Linked DNA regions of Mus musculus: all the other regions are linked to region 3. The links are chromatin contacts, called in public HiChIP or PLAC-seq and promoter capture Hi-C maps. All regions are on one chromosome and are shown on one strand. The core of a region is the stretch at or near the end of the contact, and the rest is flanking DNA. Distances in the headings are between cores, read along the strand shown. Region 1 overlaps 9430041J12Rik (RIKEN cDNA 9430041J12 gene). Region 2 holds the start of Lilra5 (leukocyte immunoglobulin-like receptor, subfamily A (with TM domain), member 5). Region 3 holds the start of Tnni3 (troponin I, cardiac 3).

What was found. Promoter capture Hi-C pulls out the DNA fragments that hold promoters and counts their contacts. HiChIP or PLAC-seq counts read pairs in DNA pulled down with a chosen protein or histone mark.
Region 1: a promoter capture Hi-C map of the HPC-7 cell line shows a contact between it and region 3. The contact joins the enhancer-like site here to the promoter of Tnni3 in region 3. A contact is called at or near these places in 23 of 39 promoter capture datasets (the 3T3-L1 cell line, the C10 cell line, the HPC-7 cell line and 13 more), 1 of 15 datasets of contacts at CTCF or cohesin (the NIH/3T3 cell line), 2 of 484 Hi-C or Micro-C datasets (bone marrow-derived macrophages and cerebellum), 3 of 115 datasets of contacts at active chromatin or transcription factors (embryonic fibroblasts, embryonic stem cells and forebrain) and 4 of 9 other capture datasets (adipose tissue, liver, macrophages and 1 more).
Region 2: a contact with region 3 is called in an H3K4me3 HiChIP or PLAC-seq map of bone marrow-derived macrophages, with 7 times the contacts expected there. The contact joins the promoter of Lilra5 here to the promoter of Tnni3 in region 3. A contact is called at or near these places in 3 of 39 promoter capture datasets (the C10 cell line, HPC-7-derived erythroid cells and cranial neural crest), 3 of 115 datasets of contacts at active chromatin or transcription factors (bone marrow-derived macrophages and embryonic stem cells) and 3 of 9 other capture datasets (adipose tissue, liver and macrophages).

What each region holds. Positions count from the first base shown.
Region 1 is chr7:4,089,839-4,093,847 of GRCm38.p6, reverse strand. All of the region lies in intron 6 of 9430041J12Rik (RIKEN cDNA 9430041J12 gene), which reads left to right. Among named protein-coding and RNA genes, the nearest start is that of Gm23741, 10 kb to the left of the region's middle. Within about 2 kb of position 2,452, at least 40 of the 459 cell types and tissues checked have an H3K27ac peak or open chromatin away from gene starts, as enhancers often do. A contact at or near this core is called in the HPC-7 cell line and hematopoietic stem and progenitor cells, where this site is marked.
Region 2 is chr7:4,234,758-4,239,218 of GRCm38.p6, reverse strand. Lilra5 (leukocyte immunoglobulin-like receptor, subfamily A (with TM domain), member 5) reads right to left here and starts at 1,465. Exons shown (of 6, transcript NM_001081239.2): 1 at 1,428-1,465; 2 at 1,241-1,276; 3 at 799-1,083; 4 at 355-660. The coding sequence starts at 1,461.
Region 3 is chr7:4,520,716-4,525,313 of GRCm38.p6, reverse strand. It overlaps Tnni3 (troponin I, cardiac 3), which reads left to right and starts at 2,786. Exons shown (of 8, transcript NM_009406.4): 1 at 2,786-3,009; 2 at 3,232-3,244; 3 at 3,412-3,498; 4 at 3,928-3,969; 5 at 4,220-4,351. The coding sequence starts at 2,999. Dnaaf3 (dynein, axonemal assembly factor 3) reads left to right here. Exons shown (of 12, transcript NM_001033548.3): 10 at 1,059-1,170; 11 at 1,302-1,376; 12 at 1,455-2,381. The coding sequence ends at 1,998.

The DNA of each region.
Region 1 (4,009 bases), core at 1,203-3,702, 430 kb after region 3:
AGTGTTTTGTGCATATTTGGCAAAGACTTTAACATTTGAGTTATACCTCCAGTCCTAAACAGGAGCATCTTTCACACTGGTCCAAATTTGGAGCAATAGTCTGTCTCTACCTTGCTTCCTCTGAGTCATTTTGAGGAGGGATGATAAGGGATGGGATATGGTAGCAGGTCTCATTCTGTAGCACAGGCTGTCTCTGAAATTCTGGCAATTCATCTACCAACCCTCCTGAGTGTTGGAATTATCTACAGGCATAAACTGCCAAGCCTGGCCTCAGAGCTTGATTCTCTACCCTTTACTTAGATTTCATGAACTGCCTAACATCTTTGCAATCATGTTTTATTCCCATCCAGACAGGGTCTCATGTAGCTCAGGCTGGCTTCAAACTAATTAAAATGTCTTTGAAGTCTGAGTTCTTCTGCATCGACCTACCAAATGCTAAGATTCCATAAAAAAAAATGGACTACCACATCAGCCTTTAGAAAATTCTTGTTTCTTCAGATAATTTAATTACATTTATTTTGTGTGTGTGTGTGTGCAAGAGGAGAAGGCATACATGTCTCAGAGCATAAATGTAAAGGTCAAAGGTCAAATTCTCTACTTCTACCATATAGGTCCCAGGGAATGAACTCAGGTTGTCAGGCTTGGAGGCAAGCATCATACTCAATGAGCCATCTTGCCAACCTGAAACTGGCCTTGCTATACTGCCTAACTTATTTGCAATTACTATGTGTATATGTGTATCTGAATATATATATATGTGTACCATGTGTGTGCAGGAGTCTGTAGAGACCAGAAAAAGGGTGTTAGATCTCCTGGAACTGGAGTTACAGATGTTGTGTATAATGAGTACACACTCTGGGTCCTCTTCAAGAGTAGTAAGTGCTCTTGACTGCTGAGCCATCTTTCTGGCTCCCAGTTATCTAATTTAAAGAACACAAGCCAACTGCTCTTACTACGTTCACAGAATTGGGCAGCTTTTGCCACAATCAACATCTGGATATTTTAATCATCCAAGAAGGAAAACTTAAAACTGTTAGCACTAATTTCTTATTTCTCTCTTCCCTTAACCTTCTTCACCCATCCTGGCCCATGGCAACTCTTATAAAGGAAAACATTTAATTGGGGCTGGCTTACAGGTTCAGAGGATTAGTCCATTATCTTCATGGTGGGAAACATGGCAGAGTGCAGGCAGGCATAGTGCTGGAGAAAGAGCTGAGAGGTACTCTCAAGAGTACCTCTTGAGCTGAAGACAGAAGAAGAGATTGTGTGCCACACTGGGCACAAGATATAAAAGGCCACCCCCACAGGGACACTCTTCCTCCAACCAGATCATGCCTACTCCAACAAAGCCACAACTCCTAATAGTGCCTCTCTCTAAGCTTGGCCAAGAATTCAAACACGTGAGCTTAAGGGGGCCATACCTATTCCAACCACCACACAGACCTACTCTGGAAACGTAGCTGAGAACATCCTGATCCATGGGCAGCAGACAAAGAGAGAATCGCTGGGCAGGTGTGGGCCTTTGAAGCTCCAAAGCCCCTCCCACATCACACCTCAGTAACAAGACAACACATCCTAGTCCTTTCCAAACAGTTCTAACTGGGCACCAAGCAGTCAAACCTATAAGCCTGTGGGGGCTATTCTCACTTCTCACTAGAATTACCACAGTGGGAAAGTATGTTTGGCATTTAGATCCACATGGCTAGTAGAGAACTCTCACCAGTTGTATTTTTACCTCCACAAGTGTGGCATACACACACACACACACACACACACACACACAAACACACAAACTAAATACACCTAAATCTTAAAAAATAGAGCCAGGTAAAATAGTGGCTGGACAGAGGCTGGAAGATCTCTGTGTATGAGGACAGTCTGTTCTACATAGTGAATTTTTAGACCATCAGAGCTATATAATGAGACCTTACATAAAAATATTAAAATGAAAAAAGAAAGAAAGAAAGAAAAATGCTTTTTCTTTGCACCAGGAGCTGAATTAGGAAGCTTTATTTTTGCATCCATCATTTCTGAGCACAGGGCACAGCTGATTGAGGAGCAAGGGAAAAAAGAAATGTCAGGAATTAAGCCGGATATGAAGAATTTAGCCCTCCCTAGGATACTGGATGGGGGTTAAATGTTCTTAGATAAAGTTCACTGAAGATGACTAATTACTTCCATATCAGATCTTTCAGCCGGCCTACCACAATGTTTCCCCCCAGGTACCAGCAATTTAGTTGCTTGACTGAAAGCTGTCTAGACGTTTCCCCTTTGCCTAAATTCTATCAGGAGGTTCCTGGGAGCAGAACGGGCGACTACCCCAGGGAGGACAGTGACAAATCTGGATCCGAATCATGAGCTTAGTTACCAAGTTAAGCATCTAGCAGGTCTGTGGGTGACACCGCTGCTGTGTCTGAAGGCTCACTGGAGTAGATAGCCACTCCCTGGGGGCATCATGTGAGCTGCTAATCAAGCATCTGCTTCCTCAGCCATTATTCTAACTGTGGTGAGTGCTTTAAATACCCTGCGGCTGCTAAGAGAGCCAGGGATCGATCGAGCCACTGACACCTGGGACAGACGTCAAATCTGACAGGCTCCCCAAGGTACTTTGTTTCTACTGTTGGGACCACAATTATCATTGTGACTGCCATGCCAACAGCATCTCTGATTTGAGTAACTTTCCTTAAGCCTTGACAGCTTTAGAGAGCCCTTAGATGATCTTGCCAGTAACTGCTCCAGATAACTTTATCAGTGACCACTCCTGTCCGTCCCTTCACAGCTGTGTTACTCTGGTTGGGAAGGAACAGTACCAACCGGTGACAGCTAGTGTGTAGTCTCGACTGGCTATAAGCAGGGTTTCTCTCACTATTCACAGAGAAGGCTGGGAGACTTCCCTGGCTGTGGTTTGAATGAAAAAAACAAAACAAAACAAAAACAAACGCTCCCTGCCACATAGCCTCATGTAGTTGAACATTTGAACATTTACCCCCAATTGGTGGTACTCTTTGAAAAGGTTATGGAACCTTCAGGAAGTAGAACATTGCTGGAGGAAGTATATCACCATGGATGGGCTTTGAGGGTTTATAGCCTCATCCCACTTCCTGATCTCTCTCTGTCTCTGTCTCTCTAGCTCTCTGTCTCTGTCTGTCTCTGTTTCTCTGTCTGTCTCCCTCTGTCACTCTCTCACTTTCTCTCTGTCTCTGTCTCTTCCTCTCTCTCAGTGACTGCCTGTTTCTGTCTCAGTCTGTATGTCTGTCTGCCTCCTGTGTGCAGATGAAAATGTGACTAGCTCACTTTCTACTCTTGCTACCCTATCTAGCCTTACATGTTTCCATTGTTTTCCTGATATGAGGGACTTGATTCCTCAGGAATCCTAAGTCAAAATAAACCCCTTTCTTCCTTAATTTGCTTTTGTCAGGGCATTTTATAACAACAACTAACTAACTAGCACACCCCTTTTCTGCATTCCGTCATTCATGTTCATATAGTGTGGGCCACAGTAAAACCTGTTAATGATTGCATTGCTTAGTTATTGTCTCTATAGTTCGTAAAGTGAGTTGGGTTAGTAACACAAAGAGCACAAGACATCTATGGATGCCAGACCCTGGCACACTCAGCAGGCTTGCAGAAGTCAGAGAAGCACTCAGCAGGCTTGCAGAAGTCAGAGAAGGCATAGCTATAAGCCCCTACTACTGAGCATTCAGAGAGCCTCAGAGAGTTCCTTTCTCCAGCCGCCGAGTGCTGCTGAGAGGTGTCCTGATTAAGGACATCAGAGGGACCCGATGCTAAAAGAGCTGCTTCATGACTTCCATCTCAGTTGAACAAAATGACCCTTAGCCAAGTGAAATAATGAGAGTTCACTGGGAAGGCCAGATGCACCCTCCTCTACTGTCACCCATCTTGGTGTCCTCATTTCTGTTTTAAAAACCCACTGAGTCCCATTGGTGCCATCCCTATACTCTTGGCTATGTGGCTATCTACTGATGTGAAGTCAGCCTACAGGGGACCA
Region 2 (4,461 bases), core at 216-2,715, 280 kb after region 3:
ATGAGGTCACTTCCCTAACCCTTGGACAGAGAAGTCTTTCATAATAATCTATGTATAAACAACAGTTAGGTTCTCTCCAATGGAAAGATTGAGAGTTTGGACAAGTAAGCCGTGAGTGCTTTTGAGGCAGCCCTAGGGAGAAAATGGCCTGAGGGATCAAAGAGCTGCCACCTGTCAAGCACCACCCCACCCTCCATATTCTACCTGCAAGTGCCAGTACTCCTCCTAATCTGGGGCTCCAGTTCAGTTTCTCTTATCCTCTTACTTCCTGGGACTCCCTTAGGAAAAGCAAAATTCTTGGCAATGAACTTATGCTGTCAACCACTAACTGAGTTAATGTTGGAGCTTTCTCACCTGACACATGTATTTCCAAGAGATCGCTGGGTTCCGACCACACCTGGGGGCTGTTGACATGATAGCCGTAACATCTGAATATCCACCTTTGACTGGGGGTCACGGGGCCCACAGTAAATAGGCCCTGGAATTGCCCCGTAGAGTTTATAAACTCTGATTCCTGGATCAAGGACCACTTCTGTTCTCCTTCCTTGGTCAGAACAAACCTGTTAAATCCCAGTGTTGAGACACACTGAAGGGTTACAGTCTCCCCTGAATTCACAACATTGCTGGGCTGGGTGGACAGGCTGGGTTTACTATAGAGTCCTAGAAGAGAAAGTTGTAGCGTGTTAAGTGGGACTATCCAGGCTGCATTGCCTTCCAGTGTTGAGCTGTGAGACAGGACACTCTTGAAAGTAGACCCCTTTCCTGAGGTGCTTAGCTTGGGACTGAGTGTTCTCTCACCTGTCACTGCAAGCTCTAGAGGGTCACTGTGCTCTGACCACCCAGTGGGGGTCTTATAGTAACAGCGATATATCCCCCCAGATCGTTGTTCAATTGATGGGATCAAGAACTGAGCTTTGTTTGTGGTCTTCGGAGTGTTCCGTGTGCGCCAAGGATGTGGACCCCCCTCTTTATAAAGACGGTATTCCCGGGCCCCTGTGGTCACCTCACATGAGATGGTCACCTGCTTCCCTTTGGCAACCACCAATCCTGGCTGAACACTAAGGGTTGGCTTGTGCGGATTCCCTGCAAAGAAATGAGGGAAACAGTCATACAATATCGCCCCTCGATCTCAGCCTTCAGCTCTAGTACCCCTTCCCTGGTATCATCTGATGTTCTCGAGCCCCACTGAGCGGGGGAAGCTTCAGTTCCCGAGTGAGGAGCGATCTGGAGCAGTACTCACCTTCCGACATGGAGGTCTCTTGGCCCAGATTCAGCCCTAGAAGAGAATCCCCCATGAAAAGTTTGCCCCTAACACCTACCTAAGCGCTCTTTCGCTTCACTGGAATCTCTTAAACACCCTGAAGCTTCCTGATTGGCTAGAACCCGGCTGTATGGCCATTATTACCCTTCTCCTCTTCAAATCTTACCCAGACAGAGCACAGCTGTGAAGACGAAGGTCATGGCACTTTCTCTCAGTGGCTGCAATTGTACTTTTGGGAGAGACCACAGTGTCTGGCCAGATCGACAAATATCACAAAGTATGGGACGTTTAGAGAGGCGGGATTCCTAGAATCACATGATTACACAGAGGAACCTTCAGAGTACACACAGGAAGGGAAACAGCCCTCCTTAGGCAACTGCCTCTCATTTCCCCAGGACTGTGATTTGAATAAGCTCCAGAAATTCTTACAGATACGGTCATCTCGCTTAACCTCAATTATTAAGAGTGCAGCAGAAACAAAATACCTTTGTTACCTTCCTTTGCTGGCCCCTTCCAGCTGAGGGTGGCTAAAGATTGATCTTTCTCTCTTAAAAACTCCCCATAGAGAATCCACTCTTCCAGCTCATCCTTCCAAAGCTCTGGGGAGTCCTTACATAGATCAGTTATCTTGTAGCCATAAACATTCTTCTGGGATGATGCAGATTGATGTTCATGATGGGGGCAGAGTAGCAGGCACACTGAGCATTTAACTGTGCCCCTCACAGGGAGCTTCATTCTGGGGATGGGCATGGAGGGGAACACACAGAGATGGGGAAGGAAACATAGCTGTTCTTGTGGTTCTGGGAGTGGGTGTCACTGTCCCCTGAAGAACAGCCCCCAGCATAGACCTCACTTTCTTTTCTTACTAACATCATCTGCCTCCATCTCTCTGAGAACAATACTCAGAGCTGTTCCTTCCCTTCTCACTGTTTATGTTTTTTTCTGGGGCCGTGTTCTCCTTGCTGGAAGAAGGTTTGCTTTCTCCCTAAGACCTGCAAGTTAGTCATTGGTGGTGCCAGTTTGAAGACTAGCATCTCATCGCTAAGGTTCCACCTTTGGAGCCTGTTGTCAGCCTGTTGTTCACTACTCAGATTGAGCATTGAATTGTGCCATGGTGTCTGGGACATTCATGAGTTCATCCATCAAAAGCAAGTGTTTGGGGCATGAGAAGTTCATGCTGTTGTTGCATCGTTTAGGTGCTCACTAATGTGTGTGTGTGTGTGTGTGTGTGTCTGTCTGTCTTTCTCTGTTCCATGTATCTACACGTGGTCCATCATAATATGTGTGAAAACTTCAGATAGTCATGGTCAGGGGAAGAAAACGAGAATAAAAGATTCCTGAATGGAGAAGAACCCATTTCCTAGATCACAGGGGCAGGAAGTACAGTGGATGTGCCATCTTCGGAGTTCTGTATGGGAATTTGCTCTCCAAGTGGTAGGATCAGGAATTCTAGCAAAGACAGCCATCTGTGGTTCCAATCTCCTCGTTGCAGACAAGTGCTGGGATGTCTAAATTCATTATCCAAACCCCACAGTCAGCACTGAGCTCTATGAATACATAAGACAGATCTACTCCAGTATTTGTCACTGTGGTAGTTTGAATATGCTTGGCCCCATGGAAGGTGGCACTATTAGAAGGTGTGACCTTGTTAGAGTGGGTGTGGCCTTGTTGGAGGAAGTTTATCACTGTGAGGATGGGCTTTGGAGTTCTATGCTCAATCTCTGCCCAAGACAAAAGAGAGGCTCTGCCTGCCTGGCTGCCTGCCTGCCTGCTGAAGACAGTCTCCTCCTGGCTGCCTTTAGATCAAGATATAGAACTCTCATCTCCTCCAGAACCAAGTCCGCATGCATACTGTCATGCTTCCCACCATGATGATAATGAACTGAACCTCTGAAACTCTAGGCAAGCCACAATTAAATATTTTCTCTTATAAGACCTGTCTTGGTCATGCTGTCTCTTCTCAGCAATTGAAACCCAAACTAAGACAGTCACCCATGGTCATCCATCACATAAGTCTGAATGTGAGGGTCCCACTGAAGCCCTCCCTGACAGTCACAATTCTGAGCATATGCCAAGTGTAGAGAAATAGATACCACATTGCAGAGCTGATGAACAAGCTCCCTGAGCTTCCTGTTTTCTAGGTCAGACTAGAAGAAACCTTCTGTAGACAATCTGGGTCAGGAAAGGCAAGACTGCTAACAGGAATGAATAGAACAGAGAGCTAGAAGTAGGTAGGTATCATTTTAGTGAGAAGTTGTGGGTTGGAACCCTTCATTTAAAGTAGTTCTATTTAAGTGATAGAAGAGGCTGTGTTGGAGTGTGAGAGTCTGAGGGAGTATCAGGAAAGAAACTCCTCTATGCAGAACTCCACAAACACTGAAGATGAGGGACTGTTTTCCACTCTCCCCACCTCCACAGCATCACATGGATCCTATTAGTGGTAGATGGATCTGAGAACATCACCTTTCAACTCAACAAAACTATGCCAGTAATTCACTTCATAAACTTGTGCTTTGATCCACCTTTCTTGAAGAAGCTTCTTTTTGCAGTACGCTCATTCATAACTGATCAAAAGACAACAAGTAATTATAACTCCTTAACTCTGTATCACTTTTTCTACCAAGGCTTAGTGAACATCATGAAAGAGGAGTAGAAAGAATATAAAAGCCAGAGGATGGGGACGGGGGCTGTGAAATACTGTCTTATGAACATGAATAGCTGTTGTATACATAAACATATAGCAGCTGAGGTTACCTATACAAAATCCCTGTGTGTGTGTGTGTGTGTGTGTGTGTGTGTGTGTTTGTGTGTGTGTGTGTGTACTGTTGGCAGTTGATGGCTGCTGAACAAGAGATGGGATAAATCACTTTTCTTTAGAAGAATGGCCACTGCAAGGTTGTTCATGCCCTAGCGGATGACCCTATACACATGGACTAATTGGACTCCAGTAAGTTAATTACAAATTATATTAACTTAGCAGGAAATTGGGAGGAAATGTGATAAAAGGTTCAGGGATGGAGTCCAAGTAGAAGTATGGAAGTGATGGGTGGATATATGATCAATATAATTTGCATACATATATGAAATTGACAGACGGGTGAGGGTGTGGAATACAGAGGCCAGAAGTTTCTGGGACAGGCGAGAGCCAGAGACCTTCTGAGGCGGCACCATTTTCGGCTCCAAACAACCGGCCACCTTCC
Region 3 (4,598 bases), core at 1,537-4,036:
AATATGAACTAACCAGTACCCCCCAGAGCTCATGTCTCTAGCTGCATTTTTAGCAGAAGATGGCCTAGTTGGCCATCATTGGGAAGAGAGGCCCATTGGTCTTGCAAACTTTATATGCCCCAGTACAGGGGAATGCCAGGGCCAAGAAGTGGGAATGGGTGGGTAGGGGAATTGTGGGGGCGAGGGTATAGGGGACTTTCGGGATAGTATTTGAAATGTAAATGAAGTAAATACCTAATAAAAAATTGGAGGGAAAAAAAGAAGATAAGTATCCCAAGCTTTTGTCCCCGCTGGCAAGAACACACTCGGGACAACCGGAATCTTCTGCGGCAAAGCTTTATTGCTTACTTCTCAGGAAGACCCTGACCCCAGAAAATGGAGTCGCTTATATAGCCCTCAGCCATGGTGTTTCAGCACCTGATATGGCATGTCAGCTCCTGATTTGTTGCTCGCTCATCACCCCACTACTACGCCCTGAGATGGGCAGTGACTAGGAGTGAGTTCACTCTCGCACCTGCGTACAGGGCTTGTTTACTAGTTAGGCACAGCGGAGGCCAGCGCCATCTTATAATGGCGATTGCTCTCGGCACTGCTCTCCACAGATAAGGAGTGTAAATTCCAATATTCTTTGCAACTTGTGTGCACATCTCTTTGACTCTCAAGATTTATATTCATAGCCGGGCTGTGGTGGAGCACACCTTTAATCCCAGCACCTGGGAGGCAAAGGCAGAGGCAGGTGGATTTCTGAGTTCGAGGCCAGCCTGGTCTACAGAGTGAGTTCCAGGACAGCCAAGGCTACACAGAGAAACCCTCTCTCTCTCTCTCTCTCTCTCTCTCTCTCTCTCTGTGTGAGCATGTGAGCGCCTGCGCAAGCACACATGTAGGTGCCTTCGGAAGCCACAAGAGGGCACCATGTCCCCAGAAACTAGAGTTAAAGGTGGTTATAAGCTTGGGTTCTGGGTGCAAACTCAGGGTCTCTGAAAGAGTATCAAACCCGCTTAGCAACTGAGCCAGTTCTTCAGCCCCAGATCTGACCTCTTTCTTCCCTTCTCTTTCAGTGCCTGCTCAAGAACCCTTCACTATCCACTTTCTGCCTCTCGATTCTTCGCAGACTCTCCACCACAAGACTTGCTACCAGGGCCGGTTCCAGCTCCTCTACGTGTCCTGTGGGTAAGAGACCTAGGATTGGGCCCCAGTTTATTCGTTGTCAGAAGCCGGAACTTAAGCTTTGCAGTCTCCATCCTGCTCTGGACCTCCGTCCCCACCTGTGTATCTCAGCTCCTAGTCCTTTCTCTCCTTAGGATGGTCCATCTTCTCAGCCCTGAGCTCGGGGCTTGCGTGGCCCCCGGAGGGAACCTGGTTGTGGAATTAGCTCGGTGAGCCAGAGGAGTGGGGTGGGAAGGTCACAGCTGGGCCAAAAGCCAGGTCTCCTCACACACAGTTTCCCAACATAGGTACTTGGTGGACCTGCGGCCCAAGGAGTTGAAGGCGTTCTCTGACCGCGTTGTAGAGATAGCGCGGGTGGCTGGGTTCGCCCCTCACACTGCAACCAAACCCTCGGAGACTTTTGCGAGGTTCTACAAGTTAGGGGACTCCACTCCGGGTGGCGGAGACTCAGCTGTGGAATCTGGACCCGCGCCCTCCAAAGTGGAATCTACCCGCGCCCCTCTCCCAGAATCGATAAGTCCGCCCCAGGCTAACCAGGCCCCCTCTCTAGAGGCGATGAGCCCACCCCTGGCTGACCTGGCCCCACCTCTAGAGACAATGTGTCCACCCCAGGCCAACCAGGCCCCTCCTCTAGAAGCGTTGAGCCCATCCAAAGCTGACCAGATCCCACCTCTAGAGGCGATGAGCCCACCCCAGGCTAAGCTAGTCCTGCCTGTAGAAGCAATCAGCCTTCCCCAAGCCGACCTGGCCTCTCCTCCGGAAGTGATAAGCCCACTCCAGGAAGCTATGGCAACGTCCTGGGTGAATGCACCTCCAAAACATGTAACATGAACCCCAGGGACCACGTAGCCCACCTTTAACTGCTGAAGCAGGCCCAGGGATTGACATCACCAGCTCAGCCCACCTGCATGCGGTTTTACTCTGCGTTCCTTCTCAACCCCAGGGATATGACTAGAACTTCAAATTCCTTTCCTGGAACTCTCGGTTGTACTATTTGGGGGGTAGGGGTGAGGGTGGGGGATGGGTCCTAGACTGTTATCTGAGACTTATCCTGACAAGGATCGAAGGCTGAAGGGACAACCCTGGGCTCCAGATCCTCTCTTTTGTCTTGGGCCTTTCTTGACATGCTGCTTTTGGGAAGGACAAGGGCATAGCCTTCCTTGAATGTGATTCAAATAAAAAGCGCAGGGTCACCTCTGTGTGTCCTGTCCTCAGTCGGTCTCCAGTGCCAAGAAGGGTGGGAGCAGCAGGGATGGGTCCCGATTGTGGGTTTGCAAGTGGGCTTGGCTGAATTTCACAGGAGTGAAGGATAAGATCCTTCAAACTAAACATGCCAGGGCCACTGAAACCGACAGAAACGTGGGGGAGAGAAAGGACACACTAGGTCCCAGAAAGACTGCAGTTCAGTGAGGGACCTAGGTGTGAGGACAGAAGGCCGGCATGGATTTCTGGGTATGAACATGGGAAGCTGAAGTCTAGACTCTTGGATTTGAGAGAAGAGGGACCTTGCTCCGGGTTTTCCTAAGTTTGAGGGAGGAGGGAGCTGGGGCGCTAGAGTCAAAGGAGGAGGGGTGTAGATCCTGGGCACCTTGGTTGACCCAACTGGAGCTTTGCACACGGCTCCCCTCACACCCTGTTATCGCTTATCCTGGGCAGGGGAGGAGACAGCAGTATATTTAGTCTTTGTCCTCGCCCCTTATCTCAGTGTCCTCAGTGAGGCTTGAGCAGCCCAGAGGAAACCCAACCTCTAGAGACCTCCAAGGTCACCAGGGACACCCTTCCAGGACCCTCCAGGAATCTCCGATCCTGTTCTCTGCCTCTGGAGATCATCATGGCTGATGAGTATGTGAATCTTCGTAGCCTTGGGGTGGAGACCTCAACAGGGAGAGGTGCGGTGGGTCTTGAGGGTGCAACCAGGTTGGATACTTGTCCTGAGAGAGTAGGAGGCAAGGGTGGTTGGATTTCTGTAGAAATGAGGTAAGAATTTGGGAATCAGACTCCTGGGGTTCAAGAGTCAGGGGACCACCATCAGTGATTTCCTCTTCACGGTTTCTCTCTCTTCAGGAGCAGCGATGCGGTGAGCTGTGAGCTAAGAAGTGGGGTAGGGAACCTTCGGTCCAGAGTGGGTGCTGCAGGGAGAGGACTGGGGACCAGTGGGCAGGGGAACCTGCCGCTAGAGGTGAGGTATCCAGGAAGGGCTGGATGGGAGGGTTTGGGTAGTGATGTAGCCTGCTTCAATTCCAGGCTGGGGAACCGCAGCCTGCGCCTGCTCCTGTCCGACGCCGCTCCTCTGCCAACTACCGAGCCTATGCCACCGAGCCACACGCCAAGGTGGGGCGGGGTCCAAGAGGATGGGCTTCTGGGTTCAAGAATCCTCTGAGACCCAGAAGGGGGCAGGACCAAGGCCCTGGAAAGGGGTGGTAGGGTGATGGGCAGAGCCCTATGGGTGGGGCAGAATTTCAGAAAGGTTCAGGTTGGGCTTGGTGACAGCGGCCTGTGGTTGGGGGGAACTTGCCTACAGCAAGGTTTAGGCGTGAGCGTAGTGGTTAGCAGTGAATAGATAGGCAGTGCGTAGCTCTAGTCGGAGACAAAGATTGGTAGATGGGACCGAGGAGCGTGGCTTCCAGTGGACTCCGCGTTCTGGTTGAAGAATGTCTGACCCGAATGGGTATGCACTCGAGTGGGTCGTGATGCCTTGCAGCTCCACCCAGTGTCCACTTTGGGACCTCACACTGACCTTTCTCCATATCACCTTGGCAGAAAAAGTCTAAGATCTCCGCCTCCAGAAAACTTCAGTTGAAGGTGATGATGAGGTCGCAGTGGGTGGGCTTGGGTGGGCGGAGCTTTGGGGGAGTGGTTTCGCTTCCGGAGTGTGTCAGTCCCCGCCTCCCCCGCCCCCCCCCCCCACGTGCGCGCGGGCAGAAACGAGGCAGGTTTTGAATAAAAGACACAAACTTGGATGTTCGGATATTCTGTCTCTCTGGAGGATGGAGGGAAATTTGTTATTCTTATACTTTTTGGGACTCTGTTGTCTGCTCCAACCATTCCGCAGACTCTGATGCTGCAGATTGCGAAGCAGGAGATGGAACGAGAGGCAGAAGAGCGACGTGGAGAGAAGGGGCGCGTTCTGAGGACTCGTTGCCAGCCTTTGGAGTTGGATGGGCTGGGCTTTGAAGAGCTTCAGGTACCAGTTTACAAAGCAAGGATTCCGGATAAGCCTGGGACCCGAGGTTCCTCATCTCTGGCCTGGCATCCCTTGGGTATCAGGAGCATAAGCACCATCTCAAGTTCTGCTCAGGATCTGCAATCCTTATGCCAAGCAATACGTTCAGCCCTACAGCTTCAAAACCCAGTGTATTTCTCCAGCCTCTATCTGCCAGGTCTCAGAATTCTTAGTTCCCGGCCATATTTCTTTAAGTTCCCTGGAGTGC